2 separate regions of the Mus musculus genome follow, and region 1 is linked to region 2. A link is a contact called in public ChIA-PET data. All regions are on one chromosome and are shown on one strand. Each heading gives the region's core, a stretch centred on a gene start, on an enhancer-like site or on the middle of the called end of the contact. The rest is flanking DNA. Distances are from core to core; before and after follow the strand shown.

Region 1 (6,111 bases), core at 655-3,154, 430 kb after region 2:
CAGGCATTTATGACCAACCCGAGATGCAGATTAGCTATGAGAATGATTCACAAACCTCTTGCTTGGGAACAGGACCCAGGGTCAGTTTGCAGACTCTGTGCATTTTAACTGATCATGAACACTGTAATCTTTACAATAATCTTTGTAGTCTGAAAGCCCTGATTCTTTCCCCTGATGCATCTATCCACAATGGTTTATGTTCACATACAGTTCCCAACAATCTGAAGCATATGCAGCATACGAAGTACAGAAAGTGTTAATAATGAAAATATAAAGTTGAAATTAATACAATATAGTGACAACAACATGGAAACATTTCTAAATTATGCTATGTAACAATATAATGCTTCATCCTGAATGATGCTAAGCTTGTATTATTAAAAATGCTACAATGGATTTCAAATAAATTCCATAGTGGGATATTTAAGACAGATCACTTGAGCTCACTCCTAAGTTTACATGACAACCAGAGCTCGATGACATTAGAGTTTGTTATAATTTCAGAAAACTCAACACAATAGGAGAAAATCACATTTAATATAAATATCACATCAGCGTCTCACATTATTCTTGAGGTAGCAGTTTTATTGCAGTACTTGGAGTTTTTAGAATATGTAATGCAATCAAGACATTTCAATCAGAATATGTTAACTTCATATTCAAGATGTAATATACTTCAAATAGCATGATTATGGGAAATAGAGTGTATTTGTTTAATACTAAAGATATTTGCCTGGGGCTGCTGATGAAAAGCCATGAGTAATTGTGCTTTATCCCAGCAACCACACTATATCACACATGCTAGTCATTATCTATTATCTGTATAGCATTTTAATAAGTCACACTCGTGATAACACAGGATACTGTGTGTGGAATTATAAAATTAATATCAGTAGGTAAAAAAAAATTATATCCATTTCCCCCATGTATTTGAGAGAGAAGAACTAAGAACAGAATCTATCTGAACACACTGAGGAAAATCTGAGGGTTGTTCATTTAATTTATTAATGAAACTGACCAGGAAATGATCAAGCCTCAGGTTTTCCTCAGTGTGGTTGTAAATGGATTCTGCTTTTAATTCTTCTCAGAGGTTACAAGATCATGAGTGAAAGGACACAACTTCACATGAACAAGATAGAGCACCTTACCTTTTGCATTCTTATGTCTCTCCCAAGAATGTCCACACCTTCAGTTTCCCTAACAGGCCTCTACATTTGGTGTATCTGAGCTTTACTATCTTTTAGGGCCAAGCTGCTGTGTCCTGAAGACCTATAGGTGCCACCCACTGACCTCCCCCCCCCCCCGCCCCCTTAAAGCTGGCACCAATGAGGCTTAAAGATGTAGTTGAGGCTTTAACCATATCTGGAGTTCAGCTTTCCTTATTTGTCTGGCTTTTATACTAATTCCAACCATGTATCAGCTGACAATTCAGTGGCTCAAACTACCAACTTGGCAGACTTGGCTCAAATACAAACAGTTCAGAAGTGTCACAACTGAGTTGTGGCTGCATGTCATGGCTGTGCTCTGTGAGCAGTGGCTGTGTCACTTTACCTCCCTGTCAGGGGCACCTTATGTGAAAAGCAGAAATGAGCATCTGACTTTACTGAAGCCCACTAGAACTGGAATGAGGGTGGAGAAAAAGCTTTCAACTGTCAGAAGAAAACTGTTTGCTCCAAAGTATGTGTTCTCCTTTTCAAACTCTATATGCTAACCAAGAATACATGAATTGGCAAAGACAACGTGAAAGAAGGGGGCTTCCTTCTGCCCTGTGGTCTCACAGGGCACAGAGACTCTAAGGCTCACACAATCAAGAAAGGAGACAGTTCTATCAGCCTGTGAACCTTTCCCAGGAGCTTCATGCACAATCTGCTTACATGTTGGGCTTGTGTGGCACATCTGGGACAGGAAGTGGGTTACCACAGAGGGCCTGGGTGTGTGTAGACAGTTCCCCAGCACACAGCTCCATTCCCCTCCTCTCCTGTGCAAGTTGTGGGTAGTTTTAAGTGTTGTTTCATCATGGTCATGGTTCATTTACCCCCACTTGATTTCTCATAATTACAATTTGGAGGTGAGCTAAAAGTTATCACAGTGCAATGAATTATGGGGGAATTTACAATGTCTATTAGTTTTATCACTTGTAATTTTCATCTTTGATCTTAATTTACCTGGGTAGGCTTACAAAAGAGAAAAAAAATTCATTTTATTACAAAAACAAAAACAAACAAACAAAAAAACCCAAAAAACCTGAATAGTAAAATTCATTTAGGGAAGAGAGCTCTTCAGAGGCAAGGAGTAGATGTGCTTGGTAAGAAGAGCGCATCTGGCAAACCCTGAAAGCAAACAGGCAAAAATGTGTGCCCTCAGACCTGGGTTCAGTTTAAATACACATGCCCAAGTAAGTAAGGTGGAAAACTGAAGGCAAATAGACATCTATTGGAAATCATCATTTACAGAACAATGAGATGGAATCTGAGTGATCACAGCCCATCCAGTTCACCAACATTCCTTCTCCCATTTGATAAACAGGAACCCTATTCCTATTAGCTGAGCTTGTGTAGTCACACCTTGATGCCACTCCTTTTCTTTGCTAATGAAGCTTCTTGAATCTCAGAAAGAACTGAAAACAAACTCTGCCTTAGGCCTGGATTAGGCATGCTACACCAAGCAGGGAAATACCAGGCAGTCCCGAATTTTGGGGTCAGAAACTGCACAGAAATGCTACACCTTTAACTGTATAAAACGCATCACAATGTATGTCACATACTCCCCCAGGCCCTTCCTAATGCTTCTAAGGGTCAGAATTTGAATGTAAATACTTTATACAACAACATGAAAATGTGTTTAATTCTAGCATGTATATCCATATGCCTACAAGAATTGGCTTAGCAGCTTGGGTTTTTTCTTAGTTCATGTACAGTTATAGAAGAGCTGTTACTCTAAGTGCACTGTCTCAATGTGACTTCTTGTGGGATGCACATCTAGACAGCACCTGCAGAGGAAACAACCTGCTGAGTACAGGCTGAACACTGTGCATGGTCTGCTAGGAGGTGACCTTTCCCCTGCTGTAAGAGAACCCATTGTGAAGAATGCTCATTTCCCAGCATGATTTGCTCCCCTCCTCTAACCTGCCAACCTGTCTTAGGTTTCCTCACAATTTATTCTATAGTTTTTGGTCTTTTTTATAGCTTTGGATGAGATTCAAATTACAACACAGAACATGAAACTTAAGCAAGTAATTCTTTTTCTAACTTCTTTGTTTTGTTTTTCTAATATAATAAACTCCAAGAAATTCTACTATAAAATAATAACCAATAGACACATCATGTAGACAAGAATTCTAATGTACTTAAAATTAATTTTTAGAGCAGTTAATGTGTGTCTTAGTTAGGGTTTCTATTACTGTGATAAACATCATGACCAAAAGCAACTTGAAAGAGCTATGGGTTTATTTCATGTTACAGCATGTAATTTATCATCCAGGACAGGAACTCAAACAGGGCAGGAGCCAGAAGGAAGAGGCAGATGCAGAAGCCATGGGGAATGCTGCTTACTGGCTTGCTCCTCATTGCTTGCTCAGCTGTTTTCCTTTAGAACCCAGGAGAATACCAGCCCAGGGGAGATGCCACCCATTGTGAGCTGGGGCCTCCCACATCAATCAATAAACAAGAAAATGCCCCCACAGACTTGCTCTTAGGCCAGTCTGGTAGAGGCATTTTGTCACTTGAGGCTCCCTCTTCCCAAATGATTCAAGCTGGTACTAAGTTGATATAAAACTAGCCAGCACAATGGCCATCTAAAAATATATTATCTCATGGAAAGAAATCAAAGCAGAACAAAAGTGAGGAAAACATATCTCTTCACCTCTCCTATGGATTCTAGTGGCCTGCTATGCTCACAGGTTAAACTTACAATTAGTGAGATGATTATGCTTATTTCGTAAATATCTCAGAAATGTGCTCCTCTATGAAGCTGAAGAGTTGAGGAAACAGTACTCTGAGGACACCTTACAGCACAGCTCTTATTCTCTGGATTGGGAGCTGTCATCACTGCTATGTGGCTGGGAAGGATGGTTGGCACTGTGTTCTTGCACCAGGGAGCGAACACATCTGAAATGGAGAACAGCAGTATTTGTCTCCAGAAGAGAACTGGGTCTGAGGATTAGAGAAATCTGTACTAACCAGTGTACTCATTGGTTTATAAAGCTGTTTATCAGCAGTATCTCATTTAACACTCACTATGACTTTGAAGGTTCTTCAGACTCAAAGAAGCACACAGTGGGAGCTTTAAATATCCCAGTTATAGGTGTGCACACCTCAGTTCTAACTTATCCAATTTTCATAGGAGAAATTACTACATTAAAAAAAGGACAGTGCTCAACAAATCTTAGTTTTTCTTTTAGAATTTCTTTTATTTTTAATTAAGTCATAATTTTGAGATGGCCTTCATGTATCTTAGCCAAGCACGACCTTGAATTTGAGATCCTCCACAGATTATAGATGTAGGCTACCACACTCAGTTTATGTGGTGCTGGAATAGAGCCCAGAGGTTCATGAGAACCTGGGAAGCACTCTGTGAAAGGAGGGCTGTGGCACAGTTCCCAGGCCTCTCAGCCCTTCTTTGGTTAGTACCTGGGGATTTTGTTCTGTCTTACTTCCTTTTTTTTTTTTTTTTTTTTTTTTTTTTTTTAAGACAGGGTTTCTCTGTATAGCCCTGGCTGTCCTGGAACTCACTTTGTAGACCAGGCTGGCCTCGAACTCAGAAATCCGCCTACCTCTGCCTCCCGAGTGCTGGGATTAAAGGCGTGTGCCACCACGCCCAGCTTACCTACTTTAAACTATATTTATCACAACCTCCATAAAAAAAATAAAGATGTAGTGCATTTTTGTAGTGTGCTCATCACAACAATCAGGAATTAGACTTAATAACAGTGTTTCCAGTAGAAATGATGAACTTTATTTATTTATTTATTTATTTATTTATTTATTTATTTGGTTTTTCGAGACAGGGTTTCTCTGTGTAGCCCTGGCTGTCCTGGAACTCACTCTGTAGACCAGGTTGGCCTAACTCAGAAATTTGCCTGCCTCTGCCTCTGTCTCCCAAGTACTGGGATTAAAGGCGGGTGCCACCACTGCCTGGCAATGATGAACTTTAAAATAGCCTGCTTACTTTAATCTAAAATTCAGTATTTTTCCCAGAAGTACCACAACTACAACAAGCGGCCTTTGAAACGGTTCACATTAACCAGAGCACCAGAGGCTAGCCTGATACAGAAAGGAGGACTGACACATAGGTCACGAAGCTACTTATGTTGAGCTGTCACTTTTTCTCCTTGGTTGCTCAAATACTCAGCCATCATGCATTTCAGAGACCAGTCACCCCACTGAGCATCATGCATTTCACAGACCAGCCAGCCACCCCACTGAGCAACATGCATTTCACAGACTAGTCACCCCACTGAGCAACATGCATTTCAGAGACCAGTCAGCCACCCCACTGAGTATCATGCACTTCACATCCCAGTTACCCCACTGAGCAACACGCTTTTCACAGACCAGTCACCCCACTGAGCATCATGCATTTCACAGACCAGCCAGCCACCCGACTGAGCATCATGCATTTCACAGACCAGTCACCCCACTGAGCATCATGCATTTCACAGACCAGTTACCCCACTGAGCATCATGCATTTCATAGACCAGTCACTCCACTGAGCATCATGCATTTCACAGACCAGTCAGCCACCCCACTGAGCATTCTGCTGAAAAGTCAGTCCTGCTCTCAGCAGTTCAAACAAGTAATTACAGGAGAAACAGGATAGAGTGCCCCAAGCTGGCTTGTTCTGGGCAACTGGGCTATGGCTGCTACTTGAGAAAGGAGTCATAAAGAAGGTTAGCCCAGCATGTGAGACACACTTGACCCCACTAGAGCACCAGCTGTCTGCCTCCTGCCCTTTTCAGAATGAGTTAAATGTATGTCATCCTTCTACTAGGAACTAAGCTTCTCCCTTTCTAGTCCCATCAGAACTGTATAGTCGCAGTGTAACAGTTCCCGTGGTGTGATAAGAAAAACAACTGACTTAAGTTATAGTGTTATTTTAAGTCAGGAATCCAA
Region 2 (6,105 bases), core at 3,509-6,008:
AAATCCCAACACTTCCAGAAACAAGCAGAATGCACGTCTTAGAGCCTTGAGCTAAAATTAACTCAGGCAGCAGTCCTCTCTATTTTTAGCTGGAAGGGGAGTGGAGCTGGGCCAGGTTACCAGTCAGGCTCAACTTACCCAGGCCTCAACTTCATGTAAACCAGGAATCAATGCCCCTGCAGGCTGGGTCTGCTTTCTTCTCTTCTGGGATTTTTTACCCTCCTGGGAAGGAGGCTTACTACCAAGTCACAACTATACTTTCCAGTTTCATGCCTAATTTATTAGTTATTCCTCCTTACAGGTGTGCCTGTGGATCTGGAGCTCCAGAACAGTTTGGTCTCCTTCCTAAAAAGCTTTAAAGAAGTGGAAAACTGTGAGCAGGGGGCAGAAGGCTGAGGGTCACACACGAGCATTGAACAGGGCAGAGGTCAAGAGGGTCAAAGAACACATCCACTGCTAAATGATGTATCCTGTGAGAGATATTTTTAAGTAAGATTACAAAAAGGAGGTCTAGATATGTTAAACTAGCAGTATTTTGTTTTCTACATAAAACACTAGAGGAGGGAAGTCAAGAGCTAATCTGGAGCTGGAGAGTAAGCCAGCTTCACTAACAACAGTGTTAAAAGAGAGAACCAGCAGAATGCTGACATCAGAGACTCTGACAGGGGCACCTGACCCTTTTCTCAGCCACAAGCCTATTCATGTATTTAGTGGATCTGCACATTGTCTTCAACCTCACCAGGAGGAAAGATCCCTATACTTTCAAGATGCCCTAAGCCAGTGGTTCACAACCTTGCCAATGCTGTGATCTTTTAATAGAGTTACTCATGTTGTGGTGATCCCAACCATAAAATTATTTGTTGCTACTACGTAACTATAATCTTGCTACTATTATGAATTGTAATGTAAATATAATATGCAGGATATCTGATATACGATCCTTGCAAAAGGGTCTTTCAACAAAACCCACACATTGAGAACTGGCAACATTCCTTACAACACAGCAGTGAAGCAGCCTTTGTAGATTCAACTTCTTACTGCGTAAGTTACTTAACTTCAATTTATATATCCCTTCATTTTTAGGATGATGACAACAGTACCTTCTTTCATGAATTAACATGAAGGAAATATAACCTGACACAGGGAAATTACTAACACTACTCTGTCATCTTTATGCTAGGAGCAAGTTATCAGAGTACTGAAAAGGACACTACCCCTCTCCTCTTCCGAGCCTTTTGCTGTCCTTCCTTCTTCAATACAGGCCCAGGGCTTTTCTCTACAGATGTTATTTCCAAACTATCTTCTGAGCCCACTCACCCCACTAATTGCTCTACTCCACCCACTACCAGTTGCCACTGTTCTGCAGCTTCTCTCCAAACAGCAGTCTCCAGCTGGAGAGATGGCTTGGCGGTTAAGAGCTCTGACTGCTCTCCCGAAGGTCCTGAGTTCAAATCCCAGCAACCACATGATGACTCACAACTATCTGTAACAAGATTTGACTCTCTCTTCTGGAGTGTCTGAAGACATCTATAGTGTATTTACATATAATAAACAGATCTTTTAAAAAAACAAACAGCAGTCTCTGTTTTTTGCCATCAAACTGAAACCTAAGAATACAATGTACAGTATTTTTTTTAAAGTTTTTTTTTTAAGATTTATTTATTGATTATATGAAAGTACACTGTAGCTGTCTTCAGACACTCCAGAAGAGGGAGTCAGATCTCCTTACGGATGGTTGTGAGCCACCATGTGGTTGCTGGGATTTGAACTCCGGACCTTCGGAAGAGCACCCGACTGCTCTTACCCACTGAGCCATCTCACCAGCCCCATGTACAGTATTTTTAAAATGTGAGCCAAAGCTGTGATTGTGAAATGGCTGCAATGAGCTCTCTTTTATAATACTCTGGAGAATTTAGTATACACGATCACAATCGTGTGATAAAAATGCAGTCAAGAGCCGGGCAGTGGTGGCGCACACCTTTAATCCCAGGCTTGGGAGGCAGAGGCAGGCGGATTTCTCAGTTCCAGGCCAGCCGGGTCTAAAGAGTAAGTTCCAGGACACTCGGGGTTATACAGAAAAACCCTGTATCTTAGTCAGGGTTTCTATTCCTGCACAAACATCATGACCAAGAAGCAGTTGGGGAGGAAAGGGTTTATTCAGCTTACACTTCCACATTGCTGTTCATCACTGGAGGAAGTCAGGACTGGAACTCAAGCAGGTCAGGAAGCAGGAGCTGATGCAGAGGCCATGGAGGAATGTTCTTTACTGGCTTGCTTCCCCTGGCTTGCTCAGCATGCTCTCATAGAACCAAGACTACCAGCCCAGAGATGGCACCACCCACAAGGGGACCTCCCCTGTTGATCACTAGTTGAAAAAAATGCCTTACAGCTGAATCTCATGGAGGCATTTCCCCAACTGAAGCTGCTTTCTCTGTGATAACTCCAGCCTGTGTCAAGTTGACACAAAACTAGCCAGTACACCCTTTCTCGAAAAACCAAAAAAAAAAAAAAAAAAAAAATTGCAGAGTCAATTTCTCATCTGTGAGACAAGCAAGGAAAGACTGCATGCCATGAATCATAAGGCAGTATGATGAATGACCTCTGGTTCAAAGTGTCAACTGATACCGCTGAATTTGGCAATAAGGTAATGTTTACAACCCTCAAAAGGAAGGTAAAAGGAATGCTATCAGCTTCACCTGAAAGGTAGGTTGCAGAAACTGTAACATATCAGATGACAGGCCTAAACTCATTGTCATATGAACAAGAGGAAACTCAAGACTAAACTGCAAATTTATGTGTTTCAGATCAGGCAATTTCTGAATGATGGATGAAATCTTAACTTCAAATACTTCCCATGAAAAAGTTCCTAGCTGCCTCCATGGTTACTATGAGTCAGCAGAGCAATATTCCAAAGAGAAAGTGTGGTGTGTGTGTGTATATGCATGTGTGGGGGAAGGGGGGTTAACGGGGGAGGGGGGGGATATTAATTTGCAACAGGATCCAAAGCAAAGAACCAACCTAAACCACGGAAATGCCGAGCCACTTCCACAATAGTCTACTCACTTTGCCATCCCAGAGGGCAACAGGGGTTAAACAGGATTAGAAAAACACAAAGCAAGGCCCAAGAAAGAACTGAAAATGGGCAGGGGAAAGAAGCAGTCAACAGCCACCCAAGAAAATGTTCACATTTTGTAGCTCCAAAAATCAAGACTAACATTAATAACCATGTCCTCCAAAAACTCAAATCAGAGAAACCTAAGCCAGCTGAAGAATCCATGCGAAGGGCAGGGTTGGAACAGGCTCAATCTATCAACCTCTAAATTTCGAATGAAAAAAAGGTTCACCTCCATGTGACTGAATATTTCATATGCGGCAATGACTAAGAAGGACTATAGGTAATCAAAATAGTCCTGAAACTAATTTGACCACTGGTCTAAAAATTCATAAAACATATGTTAGAACTGCGATGGTTTTTAAAAGTGCAAAGAACTCAAAATATTCAAAATGAAAACTTCATTTGCTTCAGGTATAAGGGTCATCACTGCGGTCGACTAAAGCGAAGCGAGGAAGGTTAGGTATTATATGACCATGTCTTTTGGGGGTTCAAAGTCAGTCCTGAAAACAAAAGGGGTTATTTTGTTCTTTGGGCATTTTGAGTGAGGATCTCACACAGTAGCCCATGCTTGCTACTTTCTGCCGCCATCTGCCTCAAACTCTTGGGCGCGAAGCTAAAACGTTTTTAACGTAAATAAAAGTTTTACGTAAGGTTCTGAAATCCTAGATCACCAGTCCTCAGATCAGAGCGAGCTGCGAGCAGAAAAGCCCCTCCCCTCCCCTCCATGCTTAAAAGGACTTCTAGGCTAAGTCCCCCTGGAAGCGAATTGCTCTGTACACGCTGTCCATCCGGAAGGTGCTGCGCGACTCCCGCAAGACTCTGAGCGAGAACGACCTACGCACTCCCTGTCTAGCAAGGTCAGCCCTGCCGGGGTCACCCGGGGACGCGCAGGCTGCCGCGCGCACTGCGGCGGGACCAGCGCCGAACTTGCGGCGGATGCGCATGCGCAGCGGGCCCCGCAGTGGGCAACAGCGGGAGACCCGGGACCGAGGCCACGTCACGGCGGAGGCCCCGGGGGCGGGGCCTCGCGCAGACTATGGGCTCCCCCCGCGGCACCGCCCCCACGTGTTCCTCCGGCCCCGGGTAATGTGGGTCGCCCCGCGGCCTCACGTGTCTCCGCCCGCCACCACCCAGCTCGCATTATGTAATGCTGCGTCACTCGCCCGCGCAGCCAACCAGCGCCCGCGCCGCCGAACGTAAACACACCGTGCACGTGGCCAGTGCGGCAGGGCCATGTGAGGGGGGCGTCCGGCGCGCGGGGAGCCCGAGTGCGGGATCCCAGCAACCCCACGCGAGATGGACGCACAGACACGCATCCCTGACCCCCGAGCCTCCCTCCTACATTTACCTGCGTTCAGCTCCATGGCGCTGGACAGGGTGCGGCCCTCACCGCGCCGCCCGGGACTGCAGGCGGTGGCGCTCGCGGGCCCACATCATGAGCACCGGGTGCGGGCGGCTCCTGGGGGCCGCACGGCACAAGCGCGGCACAGCAGTTTCCTGTGGCAGGGCTCGGCAGCGGGCACGGCAGCTGACCTGGAGGGCTCCTCGACCATGTGATCCGCGCACACCCCCCTCCTCCGCCGCCGCCGGCGGTGCGGTGACTCCGCCCGCTCCTCCTCCTCAGGCCGCCCGCTCCTCCTCTCCTCGACTCTCCCGCTCCTACCCTTGGCTCCGCCCACTTCCTCTATACAGGCTCCGCCCCCAACGAGCGGTCCTGACCTCTTCTTCCAATCCGTGGACCCACCAGCCCCTCCCCAGACACGCCCTCTCCTTTTCCCTCCATTCCTTACACTCTGGCTCTGGACTTTCCCTTCTCCCGGCTCCGCCCCCTCTGTTTGGATACGTCTCTCCCTGGACTTGGCCCGTCGGCCCCGTCCCCTCCCGTTGCTCCTGTTCAAGCCTCGCCCCTCTGCCATGCCGGGCCCGGCCTTCCTCCCAGCACCGACCCCGCCCACTTCACCTCACCCCCCTCCCTCCTTCCCAGCCTGTCTCGCAGCCGCTTATCCCTTGCCTGCAGATCTCCCGCTGCTAGAGGTTGTTTGCTCCCTCCTCCCTAGCACAAGCCAATCTGGTCACCTCCATGGTCCCACATGGTTACTGCCGCCAAGCTTTCCAGGACTCTGAGCTTGACTGGCGTCTCCTGCCCAACGCTCTCAACATCTAGCTTCCGGAGTCAACCCTTCATTTTCCTATCACCTTAGGTGTTTTATCCAGGCTCATCACCTAAATAAACCTGTGTTGTGGTGATCCTCACATTCACATTTCCAGCGAAAATCTCAGCTCTGGATTCCCATATCCATCAGCGGGTTAGGAATGTCCCTTGACCTCTCTCTCATTTAGGATGTGTACATGCATTTTTAGAACTCAGCAAAAGTATACTACAGACTGGTGCATTTCACCTTGCATGTAAATTTTCTAGCAAACTGAAAATGGAAACAAATTAGATACGTGCTTGAGGTGAATCCAGGAAGATGTGCTTTAAGGTATATATTTTAAATGAGCTAACAGATATTGGCACCGATAGGACAGTTTATATGAAATTTTAGGCTTTGGGTATGACCGTTGCAAAATGCATCCCAGTTTGCCCAGGAATATTTAGGTATAGAATGTTGGAGCATGTCGTAAGATAGACAAGTTTACATGTGAACATTTCCCCACTTTCCACCAATAGCAATCTTTTCTGTTAGCTAATCAGCCTGAAATCAGCAATTTAAACGTTTCTAACAGGCGAGAAATCGCTGCTTTTTATACTCTATTTCATCCTTAGCAAGTTGAGCTAGACTACCCTCACAATACCTCTGCTGTTCTCCCCCCAAACACATCTGGGGTGGGAGCCATGGCTGTGAGTCTAGATCCGGTCTAGCCTGGGCTGCTGCAACAACTCTGGAGTCGGCTCCAACAGTCTTTTCTCCCCAGCAGTTATTTTTAAAACAGTAAATAGACCCTATGACTCTGCCTCAACACTGAAAAACTCCACGGTCTTCCCCTAA

What was found. ChIA-PET counts read pairs in DNA pulled down with a chosen protein or histone mark.
Region 1: an RNA polymerase II ChIA-PET map of memory CD8 T cells shows a contact between it and region 2, with 8 read pairs. The contact joins the enhancer-like site here to the promoter of Nr1d2 in region 2. A contact is called at or near these places in 1 of 39 promoter capture datasets (pre-B cells) and 2 of 115 datasets of contacts at active chromatin or transcription factors (double positive thymocytes and memory CD8 T cells).

Annotation. Positions count from the first base shown.
Region 1 is chr14:18,663,912-18,670,022 of GRCm38.p6, forward strand. The region is part of intron 3 of Ube2e2 (ubiquitin-conjugating enzyme E2E 2); the gene reads right to left. Among named protein-coding and RNA genes, the nearest start is that of Gm22499, 150 kb to the right of the region's middle. Within about 2 kb of position 1,905, at least 63 of the 459 cell types and tissues checked have an H3K27ac peak or open chromatin away from gene starts, as enhancers often do. A contact at or near this core is called in double positive thymocytes and memory CD8 T cells, where this site is marked.
Region 2 is chr14:18,234,348-18,240,452 of GRCm38.p6, forward strand. Nr1d2 (nuclear receptor subfamily 1, group D, member 2) reads right to left here and starts at 4,759. Exons shown (of 8, transcript NM_011584.4): 1 at 4,464-4,759. The coding sequence starts at 4,479.